Linked DNA regions of Triticum aestivum: region 1 is linked to region 2. The links are chromatin contacts, called in public Hi-C maps. All regions are on one chromosome and are shown on one strand. Each heading gives the region's core, a stretch centred on a gene start, on an enhancer-like site or on the middle of the called end of the contact. The rest is flanking DNA. Distances are from core to core; before and after follow the strand shown. Region 1 holds the start of LOC123165759 (caffeoyl-CoA O-methyltransferase 1). Region 2 holds the start of LOC123169790 (putative receptor protein kinase ZmPK1).

Region 1 (5,346 bases), core at 1,667-4,166, 470 kb before region 2:
AAAAAAATCAGAATTTTTGTAACATGTAGATTTGAATTTTGTGACATGGTATCATGTAAAACATGGTATCACAGGGGAAAGATATCACATGATACCATGGTACCTGATGCTGCATCTGATCGTGTTAACTAAAGTCAAAGCAATAATCGAGGTAACCAAGTGATATGACAGCAGCCAGCAAGTCTCAACTCTTCACGTGAACAGCTCAACAACCGAACAAACCTCGACTTTTTCAGCTCAAAGCATTAATGGATCTTCCTCAGACAAGCCTAGGAGCAAAGGACGCTTTATACTGGTCGGAAATACAGTACTCCATCCGTTGGACACTGTAGCGCCTATACATTGATGATATTTCTCTGACAAGTATTTTCAGACGGAGTGATATAAGGGAGTATGTATTTGTTGTTACTTCCTCTGTCACATAATATAAGAGCGTTTTTGACACTAGTGTAGTATAAAAGCGCTTTTATACTATGGGACGGAGGGAGTACATCTGAGTGTGTTAACTAAAAGTTGGTGAAGCAAATTGTAAATAGGCACAAGTTGATCTCAGAGAATGGGATTATCGTACGGGAGCCTAAAATAATGGGTTTCACCAACACCCTTTTCCAGTCCAGTAGTATACTACTCCATGTTAAAGAACACTATGGCTCAGTACACTTCAATCCAAGCACACGTACCATAACATGTACTGTACTGCTACATGTTGTTAGATCTGAACTTATTTTAAGCGAAACCAAAGCAATAGTTTAGGTGACCATGTGATGTAACATCAGCCATTCAGCCAAACAAGTCATAAACTCCTCACATGACAGCCCAAGAACCGAACAAACCTTGACTCTTCCATTGGAGGAAACTTCTCCTTCCAACCTACCCTTACTCCAGACTTTGACATATGTGGAAGCCTTTGTCATTCAGCGATCGATCGACTTGTAGACGACCACATGCTGCCAGTCAGTCACCTACTTGTAGAAAAACAAATGTCAGCAAATATCTGCGCAACAACACAAGGCTGTCGCCGTCGACGAACCGTCCTCGAACCCCTGTGCATCCCCGTCAGAAGATGGAAATCTTCAACCAAAGGAGTAAAATTCGGTCAAATTTATTGTGCCCTGCCATGATTCATTCAACAGATTCAACGAAGGCGCCGCATCTAGACATGTTTTTCCTCCAAACAGGCAGGAGAACGAAATGGAACACTCCGATTTGCACAATTGGATCATCACCTGCGCCGGCGGCCGCGGCGGCGGCAGCCATTGTCGCAAGCAAACAACAAGAAGCCTTTTTTATAGGAGTAATACTATTTGATCATTTGTCTGGAGAAATCTTTATACGAATTGCAGAAGATAGATATAGAGTACGGAAGGCGAGCAAGAAAGACAAAATGGGGGAAATTAATTAATTCTTGTTCTTGGCATCTACGGCGGAGCGCGGAGACGGGTGCTCCGTGTCCGTTCACTTGGCGCGGCGGCAGAGGGTGATGCCGTCGCCGACGGGGAGCTGGCAGATCTCGACGCGCTGGTCGGCGGCGAGGGCCTTGTTGAGGTCGAGGACGAAGTCGCGGTAGTAGCGGATGTACTTGCGCATGGGGGCGTCGGCGGGGAGCACGACGGAGCCGTTCCAGAGGGTGTTGTCGTAGCCGAGGAGGCCGCCGACCTTGACGAGCTTCATGAGGCGCTCGTGGTAGTTGAGGTAGTTGTCCTTGTCGGCGTCCACGAAGACGAAGTCGAAGGTGCCGTGGTTGGCCTCGTCCTCCAGCAGCGCGTCCAGCACCGGGAGCGCCGGGCCCTCGCGGAAGTCGATCTTGTGCGCCACGCCGGCCTTCTCGATGCACGGCAGCCCCAGCTCGTAGTTCTCGCGGTTGATGTCCATGGCCAAGATCTGCATTTCCGTTTCATTTTCATTTTTCTTCAGTTTCTTGGTAAATTGGGAGTGGTAGATCTGGAGTGGAGAAGTTAGGAGCTTACGGTGCCGTCTTCAGGGATGGCGAGCGCGGTGGCGAGGAGGGAGTAGCCGGTGTAGACGCCGATCTCCATGGTCTTCTTGGCGCCGATGAGCTTGAGCAGCATGTTGAGGAACTGGCCCTCGTCCGCCGACGTCGTCATCAGGTTCCTGCGCACAGACGAGATCCAGATCAGAATATGTCTCGCCAGATCCGGCCGGGCCGAGACGAACACGGATGAGGAAGAACTCCGTACCATGGGTGGTTGGCGGTGATCTCGCGGAGCTCCTTCATGCACTCGTGCTCGCGCGGGTACACGCTCGTCTCCAGGATGTACTGCGCAGGAACAATCAGACCAAACCACATCAGAAACCGCGAGATCTGGCCGGCTCGCCGGAGACGGATGGAGCGGAAGAAGCGATTTTTTTTGTGCAGTAGTATAACTAAGTACTACCTGGTAGAGGGCGTCGCTCTGGAGCAGGCTCTTGTGGCCGACCTCGGAGTGACGCGTGACCTGCTCGCCGCCGGTGCTGGCGGGCTGCTCCTTGGGCGCCGCGGCCGTGGCGTCGGCTGCCGTGGTCGCCATTGGTGATGCTTGGTTCGAGGAAGGAAGGAGACGAGATCTGGGCTGAGCTTGCAGGGGAGGGGAGAGGTGGTTGGCTGGGTGATTGGATTGACGAGCTTGCCGGGAAGAGACTCAACGCGTGGCTTATATAGGAGCGCTGGCCCGCGCGCGGCAGCAGGAGGGGGAGGGGCGGCCGATGGCGAGAGGGGAGGAGGCAGGAAGGAAGGAAGGAAGGAAGGGAGGAGGAGGTGGAACAGTCAACAGGTGGTGGTCCGGGCCCGGGCGTCGGCGACAACACGCGACGCACGGAGCGGTCGGTGGAAACACGGTGCTGGTTGGGTTGGTGAGGAGACTGGTGCGGGGCGGAGACCGAGCGAGCCAGGCCTCGCTGGGTCGGGGTGGGTGGTGCACGGGCACTGGCGGTAGCCGCGGCGTGGACGGACGACGGCGAGTTGGAGGCGGAGGCGGAGGCGGAGGGGGAGGGGTTGGTGGGAGAGAGACGGGTGGCGTGTTGGTCGTCGACGGTGCGGCGGGAGCTCGGCTCGGGTTACCTACCAACCATTGCTGCCTTTCGCGTGCATCATTCAGCCGTCGTCGCTTTCTCGAGTGGAAAACACTGACGCTCGCCGGAGTGCTCGTCAGTCTTCTTTCTAGTGCTAATCGGTAGATTTGGTGACTGACTACTCGTGGAGTCGTGGTATCATGAGCTCCGTTTGTATACAGTCAGGGACTTTTTGACTTGCAGGGGTCCTCAAGGTAGTACTACTAGGATAGCAGTGGATAGATACTAGAATAAAGTAAAATGATGACGGTATGTGTGCGCGCACACATGTGATTGTAACGCACGGAAATGGAGAAACGATATTGTATATCTTACTTAAGATTCTCATCTCAACTGCATCTAGTGTCTCTTTGTTAGTTTTCGTTGATTAAAGCCAAAATAGTCAAGTGACTAATGTGTTTATGAGTACTACCATACACTTTGAACATTTTTTTATAAAATGACATTGTGGCTTGCTATATCTATGCTGTTAAAGAGCAGTCTGCCATCGTTGTGGTCGGAGTGGTGATGGCTACTCCCCCTTCTCCTACTGCTCCCATCGTCTTACGATCCATGCAACAAAACCAGCACACGACACACCATGTTAATTCACGACGTCCCTATACGTGCAGGTTTTTGCCCCGCCTTATATATAAAGAACACATCAAACCACACGATCGAACGATACAATGTGACTGGGAAGCCGTCACAAAAGTAGATCAAAAGATCCAAACATAAAGCCTAGAACTAGCCTAACACCTCCTCGAGGCTCGATCGACGAGGCGTGGGCTCCACATCAACGCCTCGGGAGGGTGCCATTGCCAAGTTTGAGCAAGAAGACAATGGTTTTCACCCGGAGGCCTAACACAAGGTCGAGATCCACGACAACGTCTTCATGAAGAGAACGACACCCATGGCGCCACCATCGCCGGCTCCAAGCACGAAGCTTTCGCTCGAACACTCACTTGTACCATCACCGCAATGAGGGCCACTTACACCAGATCTGGGCACTGTGGGAGAAAGCTAGAACCTCCCACTACTTCACCCCTTGTCGCTCATATCACCAAGAGGTGCAGCCACCACCGCCACCATGGAGCCTGCCGGAAAAGCAACCGAGCCCACCATCCGGGGTCGCCACCGTGACGTCCTCAGGCGAACTCGTCACCACCGTCATAACACGCGGCCGTCACCCCAACCAAACAACAAAACACCGTCTCAACATGGGCAGAGTGGGACTAGAGCCTGCGCGGGGAGCAACCAACCTCCGACATGAGGACCAAGTCCAACCCCTTCACGGGAAGTCAGCACATGCCGCCAGCTGGCTGCCAGCCGGCGCTGCCGGGTGGGGGAGCATCGCCCCGTCAGACATGACCACTCTAGATCCACATGTGGGAGCCCCATGGCAACCAACACCTCTGCCCGCCAAGCATCCACCTCCGTTGGCTCCCCACGGCTCGCTCCGCCACCGCCATCGCAAATGCCGAGGACTATCACGCCAACCTGCAAAAGCCCCACCACCAAACGCGCATGGGAGAAGAACGTCATCGCTAACCCAGCTCCATCAGGAAGGCCGGGCCGTTCGGTCCAGACAGACGCGAGCGGTTTAAGCGTCAGCGTTGGAGGTGCCCTTATCCCAGTTGGGATGTTCTTTATACGTATAAATTGCTCGAGGTGCTGGACTCTAGAAGAAGCAACAAGGAAGAGGTGATATGTCTCACTTAGAGCGAGACAACGGTTTGTGACGTCTTGCGTTCCCAGAATGGGCTAGCCCAATTAGGTTTTTCCTCACACCCATGTTTTTTCTGTTTTTTTTCATGTTTTTGTTTTTACTTATTTATTAAATTTCATTTATGCTTTCAAATATTCTAAATAAATATATTATAAAAAAATTTACATAAAACATTTGAACAATGTTAAATGTGCATAGAGAATATGTTTCTCATGTATACGACAAATGTATTTTAAAAAGTTAATCCAAGCATTTGAAAAAATGTTAAATAATTATTTTCAAAATGTAGATCAAGCATTTGAAAATGTTAAATGTGTATAGCAAAATTTTGACCATATATTATAAAAATGTTAATGTTAAACAAGTATTTCAAAAGTATTAATCAAGCATTTAAAAATGATAAATATGTATAGAAATTTGTTGACCATGTATTAAAAAATGATTAACTCTATTGGTCATGTGTTTGAAAAATATTAATCAAGCATTTGAAAAAATGTTGAACAAGTATTTGAAAATGTTAATCAAGCATTTGAAAAATGTTAAATGGGTATAAAAAAATGTTGAGCATG
Region 2 (5,708 bases), core at 2,858-5,357:
GAGGTTGTGGTTGTAGTTGGCATCGGCGTTGGCCTACGCTTTTCGGAACTGGTCCTCCCACTCGGCCCGCACCATGTCCATATAATGGGCACGGGCCTCCGCGATGGTCATGGTGCAATGCACCAACGAGGGTGGAGTGGAGGAGGAGGGTGGTGTTGGCTCGTCATCGGAGGCATCCTTCATTTGCACGTCATCGTCGAAGGCGTCCTCTGGCTGCCTGCCGGCCTGCCAGTTGGCAGCAATGGTCGCCATGGCCTTCTTCTGCTCCGACGTCATCCCGCCCTAGAGAGCTTTGGCGGCGGAGGGTTCCACGGCGGAAAGTGGTGCGGAGAGGGATGACTGTGGCTATGGCCGGGGAAGTAGGGCATCGGTTTATATAGCACCGATGGGCGCCAGAGGGACGGACAGGTGGCGTCGGAGGAGACGTCTCGGTAACCGTGTGCCATCAATGCGGGCGGCAGACTAAACAAACGTAAAGCAATGACATGAGTATATGAATGAAATCCATAACTGGCCATCATGCAATTCTCACAAAAGCTTCAAAAAGAGGGAAACCTTTTACTTGAACTTTCCAGCTTTAGGGTGTGACTACTTTCATGAGTGCCGAGTCAAGTCGGCTCGGCTCGCTAGAGCTCGTTTCGTTAACGAGCTAGCTCAACTCGACTCGTTACTATAGCGAGCTCAAATCCAAGATTGGCTCGACTCGTATAGCTCGCGAGCTAGCTCGTTTAGCTTGTTAAGCTCATTATAGGTATGAACACAAAACCTTATGAATATGATAAAAAAAATTAATTGAGAATGTAACATGTACATATTAAGCATGTACGATGTTTACAAACAATTGTAAGTAGCTTAACTTATAATTGTCAGTACCATCAACATGTCAGCAAGTCAGTAACATGTACATGACTACAATAATCATCAAGTTGGCAACATGTACATGATCACAATTCCCCATACAATGGTACATGACCACAATAATCAGCAAGTTAATAACATGTACATGACCCGAGAGGTGAGTTTATGCGGCACTGCCAGCATCGTGAACTCACGATTCAGAAACAGAGGAGACAGGAGGGGAATTGACACACTAATCTCTCGCTATTTCACTAGGGATGGAAGGAGAGGAATCATGGCTTGTGTCTCTTGGGCGGTTTGGCCTAGTGTTATGCGGATGGGCCCTGTGTTGTGCCTATAGGACTGGCCTGGGATGCAAGGTGGGGTTGGGTGTCTAATTTTTATACCGAGCCTAACGAGTTATACGAGTACTCGTGAACTCGGCTCGTTTAACTTGGTCTATAAACAATTTTAAAATAAAGCTTGGCTCGACTCGTTATTCTTCGAGTTCGAGTCGATTTGAGCCGAGTCACGAGCTACTCGTTTAGCTCGCGAGCTTTGAGTTTTTTTATCCCTATGAAGCACTAAATGGTCTAGAAAGTAATGTACTATACCAGCCAATTACACTTTTGAATCCAAAAAACCCTCAATTTCCGTAAATTTGGTTTAACAATATGATTTTCAGTTTCTAACCGAAAAAAACCGAAGTTTTGGTTCGGTTTGTTTTTTGGTTTTGCACACCCTGGTGCGGCGGGCACCCTATTCAGCGGGACCTCCTATGTGATGCGTGTTGCCCAACAGACACGCGCCACACAGGGGGTTCGCCCGATTGGGCCGGCCCAGCTTAGAGTGAACTACGACCGAACACATGTGATAAATCCAAAAAAAAATTAAGTGCCTGGAAGGGATTGAACCCAGGACCTTGCAACAACTTACTACATCGCTAGGCACTATACCACCTACAACTAATTGTCTAAGATGGCATCTGAGTTTATATGAACTATCAGCCGCGATAGATTTCAACTTATTTTGAAATTTTGAACTTGATTGTTTTTGGAAAAAATAAATATTTTCTGCAACACAACATGTATTGAAGAAAGAGGAACAAAATTGAATAAATAAACACTTTTTGAATTTAAGAACATTTTTTAGAAACATGAACATTTTTTGAAAAACAGGAAAATACTTGAAAACACAAACATTTTTTGAAAATAAAAAACAATCCAAATCGTGAACACTTTTTGTATTTGCGAACAAAATGGGTAAACTTGAACATTTTTTTAAATTTGTGAAGAAATTCAGAAAGCTGAAATATTATTTGAATTCCAGAACATTTTTTAGATTCGTGAACAAAAAATAAAAAAGCGAACATTTTTTAAATTCCCAGACCTTTTTTTGAGTTTCAGAATGAATTTTGAAACATGAAGAACTTTCAAATTCGTGAACAAAACTGGAAAGTCGGAACATTTTTGGAAGTTGGAGAACATTTTTTTAATTTGTGAAAAAAATTCAAAACATGAACATTTTAAAAAATTGCAAACAAAATTTGAAAATGGGATTTTTTAAAATTCCCCAAAATTTTCAGAATTTGTAACAAAAAATTTAAACGGCGACATTTTAAAATTTCTGAGCATTTGTTGAAAAAGAGAATAAAAAGGGAAAGAAAATAAAAGGAGAAACAGAAAAGGGAAAATGAAAAATAAAAGAAAAACAAAAAACAAAAACAAAAAATTCAAAATAAGAATAAAAAGAAATAGAAAAAAGAAACAATAAAAATCCGGTTTCAGAGAACCTTCTGCAAGGTTCCCAAAACTGATAAAACCAGACAAGAACCTGCTAGACGGTTCCTAAAACTGAACGTAACAAATCACGCAATTGGGCCGGTCCAGTGCACTCGATCCGGCTTGACATTATGCCGCAACGATCGTCCAATAGGGAATTACTGGGTCTTCAGCCTCGGCGTTTGATTTTAGCGGGCCAGCGGGGGCAGGACTCCAGACCATTCACCATAGCATATTGGGCCGGTCCGTTACATGCTCAGCGCCCAAGCACAATGCAGTAGGCAGAGTAGGGAGGCGTTTACATTAGTACCACCTCGGCAGCTTAAAAGGGGTTTTCCACTGCTTTGACGCATGACCTTACTTGAACAGGATGTGTTCTATAGGATCGTACCGCTGCATCCTTGACTAATATAAGGAGGCAAGCACATCTGACCTGTGGGCCAGAGCGTGATTAACGGCTCAGATCAGTCTGACTGATCCCATGCCTGCAGAGGATCGTTCTTGTTCAGCTCTAGGTGGCTCTCTCTCCTTTTGCCATTTCTTGTTTATATACAGCACAGTTTTTACAAAGCCAACAGGAAGCACTGTGAACACCAGCGTCAAACAAGGTACTTCATTCAGGTACAAAACGTCCAACACCGCAACAGCCCGGGGGTAATCAGAATGGAACAAGTCCTCATCTTTGGATGCTTCGCTGACTTAAATCAGAGTGGAGCTCGTCCACTCGTCCGTGATCGTTTAACTTGATCCAGCGGCCATTGGAAGAAGCAACCACATCTGCACCAAAGGAGACTGGTCAGCGCAAGCGCAACGATTACAGATAAGACTTTCTTTCTTTCTTGCCAGATCACAGCATTTCTCCGGCTAAATTTCCTTTCATTACTGAAAGCTGATAACACACAACACAAGCACCGAAGCCACGCTCCTGTCAAGTTGGGACACCGGGTTTTCCACGGAAGCACAAGAGGAATGCTGCCGCTCGGTTCTGGTAGTATAAAATTCTGCACACCTTACTGATCACAGGACCATCACGGTATCACTCACCTACGACCAGGAATGGGAAGAAAACAGAGCCGTCAGGCTGATGAAGCTGAGCACGTGGCTTCTCTCTCACTCGAGACAAGCCACGGTCAACCTTGCCGGCTCTTGCTCAATACCTGGAACCATCGCGTTCCCTACCTTTCCTCACAAGAGAATGCTATGCTACTCGGTTCTAGCGTAAAACCCTGCACACCATATCATCACAGGGCGACCATCACGGCAATCACCTCTATCTTCTAAGCTGATGAAGCACGTGTTTTCCTCTCTCATCAAGACAGATCTCGGTCAACCTGAAATTATGCGTCCTTGTCGGCTCTTTGCTCCATACTGAACCTGGAAGGCTGGAACCATCGCTCCCTACCTTTATCTTCATCGCTCATTATTATACTCCATCTGGTAATATCCGGGATCCATTTTCTGTACGGACTAAAAGGACTTGCCGTCCAGGTCCGTAGCATGCGACTAGTACATGCTACTACAGTAACTCGGCAACTTGGCACGTGAGCGTACTCTTTTTTTCAACACTCATGTGTGTGATATATACATGGCTGTAGGCTGTAGCACTGAACGCATCAGCAGAAACCAGATGACGACTGCTGTGGCCTTCACCACATCCATCTCACTCCTCCTCCTGCTGATCCCCGTCGCTCTTGCAAAGGATCACACCAATGGCGGCAGCTACCTCGCCAGAGGCTCCTCGGTGTCCATCGAGGATGGCACCAAGGCCACCACCACCACCATCCTGGCGTCGCCCAATGGCGCCTTCGCCTGCGGCTTCTACAGGGTGGCCACCAACGCCTACACCTTCTCCATCTGGTTCCGCTCCTCATCGGCCAAGACCGTCGCGTGGACGGTCAACCGCGACGCGCCGGTGAACGGCAGGGGGTCCAGGCTCGCCTTCCGGAAGGACGGGGCCCTGGCCCTGCTCGACTACAATGGCGCGGCCGTCTGGAGCACCAACACAAGCGCGACCCGTGCCAGCCGCGTGGAGCTCCTCGACAGCGGCGACCTTGTCGTCGTCGATCCAAACGGCCGGCGCCTCTGGGGGAGCTTCGACTCACCCACCGACACGCTTCTGCCGTCGCAGCCGATGACCCGGCACACAAAGCTGGTGTCTGCGTCTGCCAGGGGTTTGCTCTCATCAGGGTTGTATGCATTCTACTTTGACAATGACAACCAGCTCAAGCTCATCTACAACGGCCCTGAGGTCAGTAGCGTGTACTGGCCTGACCCTTTCACCACCCCGCTTGTGAATCACAGGACTACCTACAACAGTAGCCAGTATGGAGTTCTTGAGCAGACAGGCCGGTTCGCCGCGAGCGACAACTTCAAATTCGCAGCTTCTGATCTTGGTGATAAGGTCATGAGGAGGTTGACTCTGGATTACGATGGCAATCTCAGGCTGTACAGCCTGAACGCGACCACCGGCGGCTGGTCGGTCTCTTGGATGGTATTCCGCGGAGTCTGCAATATTCATGGACTCTGCGGCAAAAACAGCCTCTGCAAGTACATACCCAAGCTCCAGTGCTCTTGCCTCAGAGGCTTTGAGGTGGTCGATGCAAGCGACTGGAGCAAAGGGTGCAGGCGCAAGGCAAACCTCAGGGCCACCCAGGATTTCTCATTCAGAAAGGTCGCGGGAGCTGATTTCATTGGGTATGACTTGCTCTACTGGGAGCGGGTGACAATTCGGAACTGCAAAGATTTGTGCTTGGACAATGCTAATTGCCAAGCCTTTGGTTACCGTCAGGGAGAAGGCAAATGTTTCACAAAGGTCTATCTTTTTAACGGCAAGAACTTTCCGAACCCTCACACTGACATTTATCTGAAAGTTCCCAGGGGAGCGCTGTCTTCCTCAGAATTGGCTTCTACCGTAACCCATGAATGCAAAGTTCATCAAAAGGAGGCCAACAGTACATCGCTATTGTTCCAGGATGGCTCTTCTAACTTCAAGTTTGGCTACTTCCTTTCTTCTGCATTAACACTGCTTTTCATTGAAGTGATATTAATCATCGCCGGGTGTTGGGTTGTTCACAAATGGGAGGGAAGACC

Evidence for each region. A called contact is a pair of places that touch in the nucleus more often than the background predicts.
Region 1: a contact with region 2 is called in a Hi-C map of leaf, with 4 times the contacts expected there. The contact joins the promoter of LOC123165759 here to the promoter of LOC123169790 in region 2. A contact is called at or near these places in 2 of 5 Hi-C or Micro-C datasets (both in leaf).

What each region holds. Positions count from the first base shown.
Region 1 is chr7D:80,486,387-80,491,732 of IWGSC CS RefSeq v2.1, reverse strand. It overlaps LOC123165759 (caffeoyl-CoA O-methyltransferase 1), which reads right to left and starts at 2,916. Exons shown (of 4, transcript XM_044583479.1): 1 at 2,397-2,916; 2 at 2,199-2,278; 3 at 1,968-2,112; 4 at 1,304-1,881. The coding sequence starts at 2,528. The coding sequence ends at 1,456.
Region 2 is chr7D:80,013,907-80,019,614 of IWGSC CS RefSeq v2.1, reverse strand. LOC123169790 (putative receptor protein kinase ZmPK1) reads left to right here and starts at 4,107. Exons shown (of 1, transcript XM_044587666.1): 1 at 4,107-5,708. The coding sequence starts at 4,204. LOC123169791 (a long non-coding RNA gene) reads right to left here. Exons shown (of 2, transcript XR_006484953.1): 2 at 3,123-3,395. It also overlaps the pseudogene LOC123171820.